Regions from separate parts of the Zea mays genome. Here regions 1 and 2 are each linked to region 3. The links are chromatin contacts, called in public Hi-C maps. All regions are on one chromosome and are shown on one strand. The core of a region is the stretch at or near the end of the contact, and the rest is flanking DNA. Distances in the headings are between cores, read along the strand shown.

What was found. A called contact is a pair of places that touch in the nucleus more often than the background predicts.
Region 1: a contact with region 3 is called in a Hi-C map of root tip, with 3 times the contacts expected there. The contact joins the promoter of LOC111347720 here to the promoter of LOC100192638 in region 3. A contact is called at or near these places in 6 of 25 Hi-C or Micro-C datasets (bundle sheath, ear, leaf mesophyll and 2 more).
Region 2: a Hi-C map of leaf shows a contact between it and region 3, with 4 times the contacts expected there. The contact joins the promoter of LOC100278526 here to the promoter of LOC100192638 in region 3. A contact is called at or near these places in 10 of 25 Hi-C or Micro-C datasets (bundle sheath, ear, endosperm and 4 more).

The regions. Positions count from the first base shown.
Region 1 is chr4:186,917,064-186,921,929 of Zm-B73-REFERENCE-NAM-5.0, reverse strand. LOC111347720 reads left to right here and starts at 3,059. Exons shown (of 1, transcript NM_001357595.2): 1 at 3,059-4,866. The coding sequence starts at 3,483. The coding sequence ends at 4,652.
Region 2 is chr4:187,017,328-187,022,082 of Zm-B73-REFERENCE-NAM-5.0, reverse strand. LOC100278526 reads left to right here and starts at 2,632. Exons shown (of 5, transcript NM_001151772.2): 1 at 2,632-2,694; 2 at 2,899-3,659; 3 at 4,075-4,191; 4 at 4,290-4,651. The coding sequence starts at 2,901.
Region 3 is chr4:187,162,672-187,167,423 of Zm-B73-REFERENCE-NAM-5.0, reverse strand. It overlaps LOC100192638, which reads left to right and starts at 3,132. Exons shown (of 5, transcript NM_001137852.1): 1 at 3,132-3,423; 2 at 3,547-3,771; 3 at 4,196-4,390; 4 at 4,483-4,544. The coding sequence starts at 3,274.

The DNA of each region.
Region 1 (4,866 bases), core at 1,810-4,309, 250 kb after region 3:
AGTGTCTGGAAGACGTGGCGAGGCCCATCCAATGATCCAATCCCCATCTCCCTCCTAGTCCTACAGGCCTTTTCTCTCTACGGGCTACGGCCCAGACTACGACCCTATTTAATTGACCTCCTAAATTTTAGTGGTGGAGTACTTTAGCTAGGAGCTGAAAGCTGTTTGGTTAGTCCGTGTGGCATCAGATATTAAAGATAATTAGCCTATGGGATTCAAACAGACCATAAAGATGACTAAATTTACACTTTTTATACGCTCTGCATCTTAGGCCTAGTTTAGTTTGAGAGACTACAAAAATTAGTTCCTCCATTTTAGTATTTTTTTTTGGGTGATTTCTTGTTCCCACTCAGGTAAGGGGTAATGAAAACAAGTCACAGGGGATCGGGACTAGAATCACTAGTTACACCATTTGTTTGGTTGGACGTTGTAAAGATATTAGTTATCACTCGACGGTGGTATCAGCGATAACACTATTAGATGGGGGGATTGGAAATGAATGGAGCGGTATTTGATTACCATTACAGACCACACCCAAACAAACGTGCGTTACATTTTGTCTAACCAAATGCCTTGATACTTAGTCCCTAATCTGTCAAACAGTGGAACTAAAAACAGGGACTAAACTACTTTAGTCCCTAGTCTCTCAATTGGTGAATAAAAGGAATTAAATCATATTAGTTTCACATTTGTTCCTCGTTTATTTCAGTTGCACTAATGACAGGACTATTAAAGGGGCTCTTTGGTCTTCTTATGAGTTATTTAATGCATGCGTTCTGAATGCGTTCTGAACACATTTGTTCACATTTGTTCTTATGTCAAAATGGACATATTCTTCACCAAACACTTAAATCACATAATGTTCCATGTTCGAGTGCCACTTTCATTATAGGTGGCGCAAGTAGGGGATGGCATCCCGATGTGGATGGTAGCATACGATAGTGGCGATCGACATGGAAGGGCATGGACAACATTGGTGTTCCAAGGCAAATGACGCACATGGTGATGGTATCCTAGTGTGGATGGCGCCAATGGATGCTGGTTGGGGCTTTGTGTTGCTCATTACAATGATGAAGGTTGATGGGAAGAAGAAAGACGTGGAGGCCGCTATAGGGTGTTGTAGGATTAAATTGTTGAAGAAGTTGTGTCATGTGTTGTACGTATTTTAAATGATGTGGTAAACTATAAACTAGTAGTCAATTGGACCTAGGAGTGAATAATAGTCAGTCATACTTTTGTTTGAGCTTTTTCTTCTTCTAAATTGACAAAATCTTGTTTATATCGTGGTCCCTTGAATTGTTTGAGATTCAAGCCTAAGGAGCCAAGCCGAAGCTGAAAGTCACTCAAAATCAACTTGACTTTATTTTGGAACGAAAACAAGTTTAATCAGCTCATTTTTTCATGATACACTAATCCAGCTCAACGAACTCTTTGTCTAGAGCTAGCTTCGCTTACCGCTTTGCCCTTATGGCTCAACCAATGTCTTGCTTAGTGGCGCATGGTCGGGTTGATCTTAGTCTTCTCCAATCAATTTATCGAGTTGTTTTGACAGGTGACATGATGTTTACTTATTCGTTTGGCAGTTTTTTTAATGCCTTTTATAACTTTCTAGGTTGTTATGTTTTCTTATGCTATACCAATAAAACACATGTCAGTTATTATTATTTAAGAGAATGTTCTACTACATAGAGGCAGGTTTGATGCCGGCCATTTTAATTATATTTAAAACATATTGCCGAAAAATCCAAAGTCAAAGCTTTGCGGAGCAGGGCATAGATTCCGTTGTGTGTTGTTGCCTTTTTATGTAGCAGTTTTGTTCCAGTTTATAGAATGCTTGTGTACACCAGGTCCACGGCAGGGCGCCACGAATTCTAAGGCTGGTGGCAAACAAAGGAAGTGTAGCAAAGGCTAATGCAAAAGGCAATACAATGATTACCTGTTGAGCTGACCCTACTTTATTATCTCTTTCTCTGCTGTTGCTGCTCCATATAGTTTTTTTCCCCAGACAGTATTCTCTGAGTCTGAAGATCAACTTTCATTTGTAAGAAGATTAAGTTAGTATACAGAAGCGATTCGTTTAAGCATGCACACACAGGCAGGACGGATATCCACGTCAATCTATTCACTGCACATAGAAATGATGAAATATGGAGGGCTACAGGGAAAGCACAAGGGAAAAAAATATTAATGCGTGCTAACAGTTTTCCCTTGTGTATTTTGACTTGGAGAATGGCGGCTACAGTGTGCAGTGCAGTGCAGTGCAGTGTTCATTGGTGACTGAATGATAAAGAGCAGCGCACGTGGAGTCTGAGCCCCTGACTGCCTCTTCACGGTTTAAAGATTTTCCTTTTGCCCGAAAGAAGGGGAAAAAAAGAAATAAAAAAGAGAAGTTCGGAGCAGGGAAAAAAGAAACGCGTTTCAAACAGAAAAGCGACCGGCGAGAAAAGAAAAAAAAAAACAGGGGGTGCTTGCTCTCAAAAGCAGCCAATCCACAAAGGAAGCAATGCTTTCCATTGCCTCGCCTGAGTTCGTTCAGCGGCTTCGCGAGACGAGAGAGAGAAAGAGAGTAGTGGCGTGGCATTCTTTTGATGGTTAAATGGGAGATTCGTCTGTTAGCATCAGCAGAACATACCACGTTACGTTCTGCCACAGTACTGCTGATGCACAACTGTGCATGGGATTAGCTAGCTAGGTAAGATGAGCCTAATAATTTCTCCTCGCTCCCCTGCTATAGCTGTTCCTGTCTCTCTCTCTCCTCACGCTCACCGGTCTCCGTCCATGTACACTCATGTAGCGGCACTGCGGCAGACTACTAGCGGTCTCTTTCTCTCTCCCTTCATCTCCAGCTTCTCTCTCTCCCCGCTCCTCTCCGAACATCAGGATTCCATTTAATCCGTCCATCTCTCTCCTCAAACCCTACAAAGTACACCACCATCCTCTTCCGGCCGCCAGCTAACCTTCTCTCCCCCTGGCCGGCCTTCCCTAGCTAGGGTCATCTGCTCATGCTTCCTCTCTCTCTCTGTCTCTCTCCCCCCTGAAATCACAGATGAACCACATCAAAAGACCATAAAATAGTGCGTGTGATCTCCCACATGCACACACAAACACAAGCTCTCGCTACCCTCCTTCCGTCCATCAACCATCTTCTCTCTCATCATATCATATGAGCAAGGATTCTTTCCAACCTACAATCTTCTTTCCCTGATAGCCAGCCAGCTATTTCTTCCTTGGACTCTCTCTCTCTCTCTCTCTCTCTCTCTCTCTCTCTCTCTCTCTCTCTCTCTCTCTCTCTCTCTCTCTACCACCACACCTAACCTTCTCGGAGCTAGACCCACAGCAAGAGAGAAGAAGCTGGAGACATCAAATCCGTTCCACGCTCTCCCAAACAACTAAACCACTCCATTTACCCGGCCGGCTAGAAAACATACACGCCAAGTTATATGCATCTATCGCCGTGTATATATACCATGGCCTAAGTGACCATGGACGTCGCCGGTGACGGCGGAGGAGGCGGCCACCGCCCCAACTTCCCCCTCCAGCTCCTTGAGAAGAAAGAGGAGCAGCCGTGCTCCAGCTCCGCTGCGGTGGGCACGTCGGCGGGAGGCGGCAACGGGAATGGATCGGGGGCCGGAGGTGAGGCGGCGCAGGTGCGGAAGGCGGCGCCCAAGCGGAGCTCCACCAAGGACCGGCACACCAAGGTGGAGGGAAGGGGGCGCCGCATCCGGATGCCGGCGCTGTGCGCGGCACGGGTGTTCCAGCTGACGCGGGAGCTCGGGCACAAGACGGACGGCGAGACCATCGAGTGGCTGCTGCAGCAGGCCGAGCCGGCGGTGATCGCGGCCACCGGCACCGGCACCATCCCGGCCAACTTCACCTCCCTTAACATCTCCCTGCGCTCCTCGGGCTCCTCGTTCTCCGCCCCGCCCCACCTCCGCGGCGCCCCCTTATTGCCTAGCCCCACCAGCGCCGCCGCCCGGTTCGGCGGCCGTGCTGACGCGTGGGACCGGGTCGTCGGCCTTGGCTTCCCTCCCGAGGGCCCGGCCTCGTCGTCGTCGTCGCCGTCCCCTCTGCTGCTTAACTTCTCCGGCAGCGTCGGTCTCGACGTGCAGCCGTCGCCGTCTGCCGCAGCCGCAGCCGCAGCCGCCGATATGTCGAGGAAGAGGCGGTGGGAACAAGAAATGCAGCAGCAGCAGCAGCAATACCAGCAGCAGATGGCGGGGTACACGCAAAGCCAAATGCCGGGCACCGTGTGGATGGTGCCGAGCAACAACGCGCCGCAGGGTGGTGCAGCTTCCAGCGGAGGCAGCGGCGAGTCTATCTGGACGTTCCCGCAGATGGGCAGCGCCGCCGCCGCAGCAGCTGCCGTGTACCGGGGGAGCGTGCCGAGCGGGCTACATTTCATGAACTTCCCTGCGCCGGTGGCGCTGCTTCCAGGGCAGCAACTGGGGCTCGGCCCCGTGGGAGGCGGAGGCGGCGGAGGAGGAGGCGGAGGCGAGGGGCACATGGGCATCCTCGCCGCCCTCAATGCGTACCGGACGCAGGCGGCAACGGATCCCGCGGCCAGTCAGGGCGGAGGAGGCGGGTCTGGCCAGCAGCAGCACGGTGGCGGCCGCGGCGAACGGCATGAGAGCATGAGCACCAGCGACTCGTAGCCGCCGTCGTCGGGGGATCTCCAAGGATCGCATGCATCGCGCGCTCTGGTGTGGCTTTGATCTGTTCTTTGTCTTGGTTTCACTTTCTTCCTTTCCTTTTAATTTTGTGGTTTCTCTCTCTCTCTCTCTCTCTCTCTCTCTCTCTCTCTCTCTCTCTCATCCTAGCTACACACCCCTACGGCGAGGATTACACTTCTGCTGCACTCCATGGCAT
Region 2 (4,755 bases), core at 1,383-3,882, 140 kb after region 3:
TGGCACAGTGGTTATCCCGTGGTTCGGCCAAGTACAAAACTTGCCTACTCCACGTTGTGGCGTCCCAACGGACGAGAGTTGCACTCAACTCCTCTCAAGTGATCCAATGATCAACTTGAATACCACGGTGTTCTTCTTTACTTTAATCTTTTCCCGTTTGCAAGGAATCTCCACAACTTGGAGTCTCTTGCGTCTTGCCCTTACAATTGAAGTTCACAAAGAAGTACGGAGTAAGGGAGAGAAGCAACACACACAAATCCACAGCAAAATACGCACACACACGGCCAAGAATCGAGCTCAAATGACTATCTCAAAGTTCTCACTAGAACAGAGCTCGAATCACTGAGAATGACAAACGAATGCGCAAAGACTGAGTGTGGATGATCAAGAATGCTCTTAGGTTGCTTGGTGTACTCCTCCATGCGCCTAGGGGTCCCTTTTATAGACCCAAGGCAGCTAGGAGCCGTTGAGAGCAAACTAGGAAGGCAGATCTTGCCTTCTGTCGACTGGCGCACCGGACAGTCCAGTGCACACCGGACACTGTCCGGTGCCCGATTTCCTTCCAAAAATGGCGCGGTCGACCGTTGCTTGCCAGAGAGCCGTTGGCGCACCGGACATGTCCGGTGCACACCGGACAGTCCGGTGCCCCCTTCCGACCGTTGGCTCGGCCACGTGTCTCGCGCTGATAACGCGGCCGACCGTTGGCCCGGCCGACCGTTGGCTCACCGGACAGTCCGGTGCACACCGGACAGTCCGGTGAATTATAGCCGTACGTCGCCGTCAAACTCCCGAGAGCAGCAAGTTCCCCCGAGTCTGTCTGGCGCACCGGACACTGTCCGGTGCACCACCGGACAGTCCGGTGCACCCAGACAGAGCAGACTTCGGCTGTACAAGCCAAGTCATATCCAATCCGATTTTTTCTGTTTCTAGCACTTAGACACAATACATTAGTCTTCAAAACAATGTACTAAGGCTTAGAAACATACCTTTACTCTTGATTTGCACTTTGTCAATCCATGGGCATAGATTCACATTTAAGCACTTGTGTTGGCACTCAATCACCAAAATACTTTAGAAATGGCCCAAGGGCACATTTCCCTTTCACCTGTCCCCTCCGCTCGTCTCTTCACCAGACATTGTAGTGGGAACAAGTCATGATGGGAGTTACCCACGTGCGACGCAGTGGGTCAATGGTCTTTGCCTCGGTAACACGTGGCCACACATGCTACTAACGCGCCCTAGGCCTTGCGGACTGAACACGCCGCCTGTACTTAATACGGGACACACGTCGCCTATCACCGGTGTGAATAGGTGGGATCCTGCCCGTATTTAATGTGTGCGCCCCCCGTATCAGATGCCCACGCTAAGCGACGCCTAACAGCTTCCGCGACACACCTCGATAACATCGCACCTCTGCCCAGGCGGAGAGCATAAGCTGGGAGCATATGAAGACGTGGCAGCCTCGGACCTCCCCTGGTTGAGGGCTTGGAAAAGACTTAGGGAAGTCCGAGTCCTTCTGTAATGGCTTGGGCACATGGCGACATCGAACCTCCTTTGGTCGGAGGTCTGGATGACTCATGTAGGGGTTAGGTCCTGGGTTGTAGCTAACGAGCAGTCCCACAATCAACCTAGGGTGACATCGGTCCGGAGGCTTGCAACTCTATCGGACGGACTTAGAGATGGCAATGGGTATCCGCGACCCGATACCCGATGGGTATTTACTCTATTAGGGTATGTATGTGGGCTAAATATTCTACCCGTGGGTCTGTTATTGGGCAAAAATCTTCACCCAATGGGTAAACGGGTATTAGAACGTTCCGCCTTCACCCATACCCGTTAACCCATGGGTATAAAATACCCAATATAAACTTAGCCCAAGCATGAACTTGGACTTTAGTCATCCATCCTTTTTACTATTTAACAACCTTTTAGGCCATAATGTAATAGAAGGCTTAACGACAATTTAATGACCATGTAATGGAACATATAATGTGCTATGTAGTACTATCCTAGTGTTACTACTTTATTCAATTATCTTTGGTGCGTTGAATGGATGGTTAAATAATGCTAGAAATTTTGTAATGGTATTTAGATGGATATACTTGACATTTGTATAATATAATATTTTGATAGATGTTTAATTTTTGTGGGTACGGGTGACCCGATGGGTAACCCATACCCACATGGGTATGGGTATGGGGGTAAATTCATACCCGCCAATGTATATGGGTGACCCGATGGGGTTATTTTTGTGTCGTGGGTATGGGTATGGGGTAGTAATACCCGATGAGTATTTACCCATTGCCATCTCTAGACGGACTCAGGCTCTAAGTCGGAGTAGACCACTCATTCTCCCATAACTACGGATAGCCACATGAGTTTCGTCTTGACCTACCAGGAGTGAATACCCATGGATACCGATAAATACACTACAATCTAGTAAGAAATAGTGTTTTCACGTCCATATTTATTGTCTCTTGAAGATGGTCTTTAATGTGTCTAACAGTTTATTTATATTTATATAGTATAGTTTAAATATAAGAACTTTATTCATATTTATATAGTAGAGTTTAAATTTAAGAACGAGAATAGATGGAGATAAGTGGCGGCGCCGGGACCAGCCTTATCGCTCCCGTTAGGGTAACGCAAGTACCCGTGCTCACCACTCGCGCCGCCGTCTCCCTCTCTTCGCAGGTCCGTTCGTTCTCCTCGTCCTCCTTTCATTCTCATCTAGGGTTTAATCCTCTCAGCCACGCTTTCAGAAACAATTCGTTGATTGCTATTCGATAGATCGTACTAAAGGAAGCACATGGATCTAGTATGATTTATATCTAATTCAGCGCAACTGATCGTGGGGATTCGATTCTCCATCGTGAATTGTGGTGCCTTTCCGATCAGCCATGGTGAAGAGGCTCAGGCGTAAGGGCGACGTCTCCTCCGCGCCGCCGCCCAAGGCCTCCGCCCCGGGGTCTACCAAGTCCGTCAAGTTAAAGAAGGGGGTCAAAACCGTTCCGAAGAAGTTGAAGGGGCTCTGCACTGAATCCGTGGGCATCGCTGAGGCGTCTGCTTCGGCGCAGACACCGGCCCCAAAATCAATCAAGACGAGTCCGGCAGCGGCCACCGCCGCAGAGACCGCAGATGATCGGGTCGCCCAGAACAAAACGGTGGACAGAAATTTGAGTAGGAAGGAGACAATGAAGGGGAGAGAGGCGGAGAAGGGAGAGATGACCAGTGATGGGGTCGCCCAGACCAAGACGGAGGACAGGAAGGCCAGTAGGAAGGAAACGATGAAGGGGATAGAGAAGAAGGCGGAGGGGGAAGAGAAGAGGACGAGTAGGAAGGAGATGATGAAGGGGAGGGAAGAGGAGCGTGTGAAGAGGGAAGAGAAGAGAAGGAAGTTGACAGGGAAGGAAAAGGAGAAAGAGAGTGCCTCTGGATTCATATTCATGTGCAGTGCGAGGACAAAGCCAGAGTGCTACCAGAACGGCGTGTTTGGCCTGCCCCGGGGGAAGATGGATGTGGTGGAGAAGATCCGGCCAGGTGCTAAGCTGTTCTTGTATGATTTTGACCTCAAGCTAATGTATGGGGTATACAAGGCAGATACAAGGGGAGGATTGGATCTTGTGCGACATGCCTTTGATGGGAAATTCCCTGCACAGGTGATTCTTGTATCTTATTGTTTGCTTTGCTTGTAGGTAGGTGTGAACATGGGTTTAGAGCCAACAACCATGGTTCAAATCTTTATTTGTGCATAATTTTAGCATTTTTTACTATTTAAATGTGGGGGAGCACGACAACGGCGGAAACCGTGGAACCAGGAAAACTGGTATTTTAATATAGTAGAGATAGAGAAGAGATGTGTAACCTTTGGCAGATTTTTTTCTTCTGACGTATCAAGTGCCCTTATCTCAACTAATGACCATACATGCATTGCCATGAAACAAAGATTGGGGGAATTGTTTGTTGTAGGTTTGCTACTGTGTTTTTTCAGGTTCTGAACACATGATATATCTTTGATTGGTGACATTGGTAATTTGGTATTGCTTAACTAACTAACTAGTGTCCTTGATGCAGGTTAAATTTAGTGTTGACAAGGATTGTCTTCCTATTCCTGAGAGTAGTTTCAAGCATGCCATTAAGGAGAACTACAGCTCAAAAGGCAGGTTCACCCAAGAGCTGAACTCTAAACAAGTGAGTCATGGGGAATTTTCTGTATTACAATGTTGTATATACAAAATCAAAGGCACAAAACTTTGTTCCATGCTTTAAGTCACGGCAAAATGTTGTAGGTTCAAAGACTATTGGCAATGTTCAAGCCTATCGACCTTCCTCAATCAGCTCCACAACATATCGAGGAAGTGCGACAATCACATATCATTGAAGATATTAGAAACCCGAGTGACTATGAAGATAGAAGACGATTGCAACATATTGAAGAAAGAGGTGCACCTATTGATGTCCATGCATATCCTCTTGAAGATCAGTACAATATCACACGATCATTACATCCTCCACTTTTTGATGAGCCTCGACGTTTGGTGCTAGATCCTTATCATATGCAAGAGCCTCAACATGTTCCTCTTAATTACTATCACCAAGTGGCTACTAGGTCCCCATACTGTCAACCTCATATGGATATTATGCATGAAAGGTAGTCTTTTAACTGTAATCTTATATATTTCTTAATTTGGGTGTTTAGTCAGGTTATGCAAATGTTAACCTTTTTTCTGAAATGAGCTAGCTTATTGAGGGCTT
Region 3 (4,752 bases), core at 1,883-4,382:
CGGGTGGGGCTGTGCAGTGGCCAACATGTACCGATGCCTCTACTGCTCTAATGCAATCCAAGAGGAGCGGTAATAGGCACGGTGATGGGACCGATCACTTAATAGCACAATTAATTAGTGGAGGGCGTGCTAGTGAGGAGGTGGAGATCGGAGCACCACGCGCGTAGCGCGTCCAGCAGGCCAGACCCGAATCGAGATGCCAAGTTCCGGCAGCCAACGGCGGCGGGTATCCTTCCTTGCGTCGCTGAAGTCGGAACACTACTGGCAGTACGTGTGCTACGACGCTTCTTGAGGGTTGAGATCCATGTTCTGGGCTGGGGTCAGGCGTGAGCCAGTACAGCTGCAACTGCAAGGGTAAACCATGGATGGTGATCGTGATCCTACTGCTAGCTAATGATGCTTCTTCAGAATCAGACACCAGGTGCTGTGAACTGGTGGTGGCCAGGCCTCCAGGACACTAACAGACAGCGACCTAAGAAGATACCGATACCGTATGGCGCGCGGCGTCTAGGTTGGACTTGTTGAGCTCAATCAAGCTGACAAGCAGTTCAGCGTGGAACCTGGGCTGTGTTTATTTCTGAACTGGTGGCCGGATAGCTGCAGTGACGATTTCTGGTGCGTGTGCAGCGTAGGTGCAGACAAAGCAAGGCAATGATGATCAGCGAAGATATACCATACCAATGATGCTAGCTAGTACGTGTGTGCCAGGACGCATCGTGGAGACTGATCTGATCGGTTTCTCGTCAGCTATCTATGTATCATGGCTCGGTTCCCGTGGACTGGACAGGGTGTGAGCGGGCTGCGGGCGAGAGGAGCGTTTCCTCTTGTGGCTTCACGCTGACGCGCCGTTGTATTGTATTCAGGTCAGCGCAGCCGCAGAGGCGTCTGCTTGACCTCACCTCTAACACACGCCGTCGGAACGTGTACCTGAAACTGTTTCTTGTACTTGTACGCGTTGTCTTTGTTCAGTGTCTCTGCATACGTTCACAACAGGGGTTCCTGAAACGCGGTCCTCTGCAGAGTCCTTTGTAACAGCGAGTGCGCAGCCGGTCTGCAAATGCAAAGCTAAGGTTGGCAGAGCTCTGGAGGTTTCGGATGTTCACCAAAGTTGAGTGCCTCACTTGATACGAGTTGCAGTGGGCAGGGCTTCTTTTGAAAAGCACACTGCCACGTACGGCATGGAAATGGAAGGTCGTACCTTGCCAGACATCACGATCCATTGCTGCTGGAGTGCAGTGCAGGCGCCTACCATCTACTACCCTGATCAGAGATAGAGAGAGAGAGAGAGAGAGAGCTTTGGAGTTGCAGCCCACCGGACGAAGTGGCATATGAGTAACTGCCACAGACTCGTGATGTGGGTGTACCCCCAGCATACATGTTGCCACATGATATTGGCCTACCTCCAGTAAATGAAGCCTGAAAATGTCGGGAATGCTCCAATTCATGTACCGAGACAACACAGTGGTACAATACAAACAAATCAGTAGTAGAGGGAACCAGTGTACAAATGCCAGTGTTAGAATTGGTACATCGTCGGTTGTACTTCTGCAGCGTCGAGGATCCTATTCCTATGCAAGAGAGCAAGGCGTGACCCTCTTAACCCTGAAGACCCTATACACCCTGGGAAACAAAAGGAAAAAAAAAACCCGAAGGCGAGAAGATAAATCGCAGTTTGGAGTACTCCGGACCGGGAATCGATCGTTAGAGTGACGAAGATGATATTTTTTTCAAAAGTGGCAGGTTGTTCTTTCCGTTTTTTTGAAACCAGTGGCAGGTCAGTTTCGACACTAGTGTGACAATCGACCGACGCATCCGTTGGTTCTGAGCTCATTTAATTCAGGTCTGCGGTCTGCGGCGGAGTTGCCGCTAACTGCAGCAAAAGCATGCACGCCGAAGCACGGAGTGGTTAAGATAACTCCGTATTGTAATCCATTCTTAAGCAAATCTACGACTTGGCTCATCATTTGAATCCGGCCATTGGCCCTGCAATTAAGAATAATGGCGGCAACGCCCTTCGACGGACCAATGGTAGATCTCGGAGGTACGGTTGGCTCGCTCGTGTCGTGTACTCATCCTACGAAGCAGAATATATGCTAAATGCCAACCTATACAACAAAGTCCGATCCGGCGACGACGTCCCTGCAATAGCATTTTCTCGCTCGGGGGAGTCGGGGTCGAGCCGTCGTGACCTCCCTATTTTAGAATTTGTTCGTCACCACTGCTACATCGCCGTCGTGACCTCGACGTCGCGCTTTATCCCGCGGTATATTAGGCTACCTCCAGCAAGGGTATGTATATGGTTTTGTACCTTAAATTTAGAGGACAACGAGCTCCTTTATCCCCCAGCAGGACACGGCAAAACGTCCGGTAAAAGTAGCGTACGTCGCTGGACACTCTAAACCTAGAGGTTGTACAGGCGTCCGCTATGGCCTGGCTCCTGCTCTCTTCTACGTTGGGACAAACGAATGGAGAGCGCTGGTTGGAGCCGTACATGGTCTCGTTAATGAAAAGTTGTGTATAAAATAAGAATGAGTAATACTATTTCTATAGAGGATGGAATTTAGAGGACGCTGCTGGAGAACGAGATAATATAGAGGACATAATATTTTAGAGTACACTGTAAATGACATAGAATATTTCTTTAGAGGATGAAATTTAGAGAACGCTGCCGGAGACAGCCTTATACTGACTTGCCGATCCCAATTGTTTTTAGCCTGCACACCCGAATCGTTTCATATATGTTTGCGAATTGCGATCGCGAGGGCGATGACGCGAATTCATTTTTGAACTAATACAAGACAAATAAAAAAAAGAACGGAGGGAGTAATTATTAAGAGCAGATATAAGCATGCGAGTTCATACATCCCGGCCAATGGCGATCCGACAACGTGTTCGAAGAAGCTGGATCCAAAAAAAATTTGTTTTGAACAGCGATGATCCCCGGCCGATTGGAGAGCTAGCTAAGTAACACAGTGCGCCTCTGTGGATCCGACAAGTAGGCCTAATAAAAAAGGCGCTGCGTACCTGCCACCTCTAGCATCTGCAGCTCACTCCTGGAGGACCTGGCTCTGGCCTCTCCCTAGCTATAAATACCTCCTGCCGGCCGAGTGCTCACTACCTCGAAGAGCAAGCAAGAGAGGCAGACACAGATAGCTGCCAGTAGAGCTTCTTCTTCTTCTTCTTCTTCCGCTTCCTCTTGCCGAGCGCAGTGCTACGTAGGAAGGAGTTCACGCCCTCGCGCACGCGTCGTAGCTCGTCGGTCGATCGCCGGAAATGTCGACCAACTCGAGGGCCAACTCCAGGGCCAACTTCAACAACGAGATCCACGACATCGGCACGGCGGTGCACAACTCCAGCAGCCTGCCCCCCGCGTACTACGACCGGTCGCTAGCGGACATGTTCCCTCCCCACCTCCTCAAGAAGGTACGTACGCATGCCATGTCTATATGGCGGCGACCATCATCGTCACGGAGAATGAAGATTCTCTTCCGGTCCATCCCGTCTTCGTTTCCGTTGGTTGTTGTTAACCGTAGACTGATCCCACAGGTGGTCTCGGAGGTGGTGTCCACGTTCCTGCTGGTGTTCGTGACGTGCGGGGCGGCGGGGATCTACGGCAGCGACAAGGACCGCATCTCGCAGCTGGGGCAGTCGGTCGCCGGCGGCCTCATCGTCACCGTGATGATCTACGCCGTCGGCCACATCTCCGGCGCGCACATGAACCCCGCCGTCACGCTCGCCTTCGCCGTGTTCCGCCATTTCCCCTGGATCCAGGTACACGCGTCCGCAGACCTGGTCTCCTAGCTTTGCGTCGAAATCGAAACTGAGCCATGGCTGGGGGTTTGGGCATAGGACGGATATGCATTCGTTGACACGCGAAAGTGGTTACAACAAGTGGGTCGTCAGGGTATTTTATTTAACAGAAACGTTCGGCTGCACATATACTTGTCATCATGGCGTGATCATGGGCAAAATTATCCACCTTTTCTAAGGCATAATAATGGATGCCAAGTTATCATATGTCTATTATCGTCAACTAAAAGAAAGTCAAACAAGAGAGAGAATGCTTAGTACTACATACTCATGACCCAAATAATGCTCACGCGGGATTAGAATAAGATAATATTGTAGCGGGCTAGCGGCGGGGCGGATTGGTTTGCCTAGAATGCTAATGTAACGTTTGTATTTCTGGGTACAGGTCCCGTTCTACTGGGCGGCGCAGTTCACCGGCGCCATCTGCGCGTCGTTCGTGCTCAAGGCCGTGCTGCACCCCATCGCCGTGCTGGGCACCACCACGCCGGCGGGGCCGCACTGGCACTCGCTCATCATCGAGGTCATCGTCACCTTCAACATGATGTTCGTCACCCTCGCCGTCGCCACGGACACGAGAGCGGTAAGCAAGAAGACCGGCACCGGTGGTTGCTGCTTGTCGCCATTTTCGGCTGCGCGATTCTGACGCTGTTTGTTTCGCTGTCGTGGATGCAGGTGGGTGAGTTGGCCGGGTTGGCGGTTGGTTCTGCGGTTTGCATCACGTCCATCTTCGCAGGGTAAATACATAAACGCACACGCACGCCTGCACGCACACGCTTAGAACTACTTGATTCAAGTTTAAAATAGTTGAGGGGGCTACGTCAATTCGAATACTAATAAGTTGTTTGGTTTGAGGAATGATCTAGTCCATCGTCTTCTCACTCCTCACTTTTTTGTTTGGTTTGTGGAATGGATTGAGTTGATCCATCACCACCTCATTCCTTA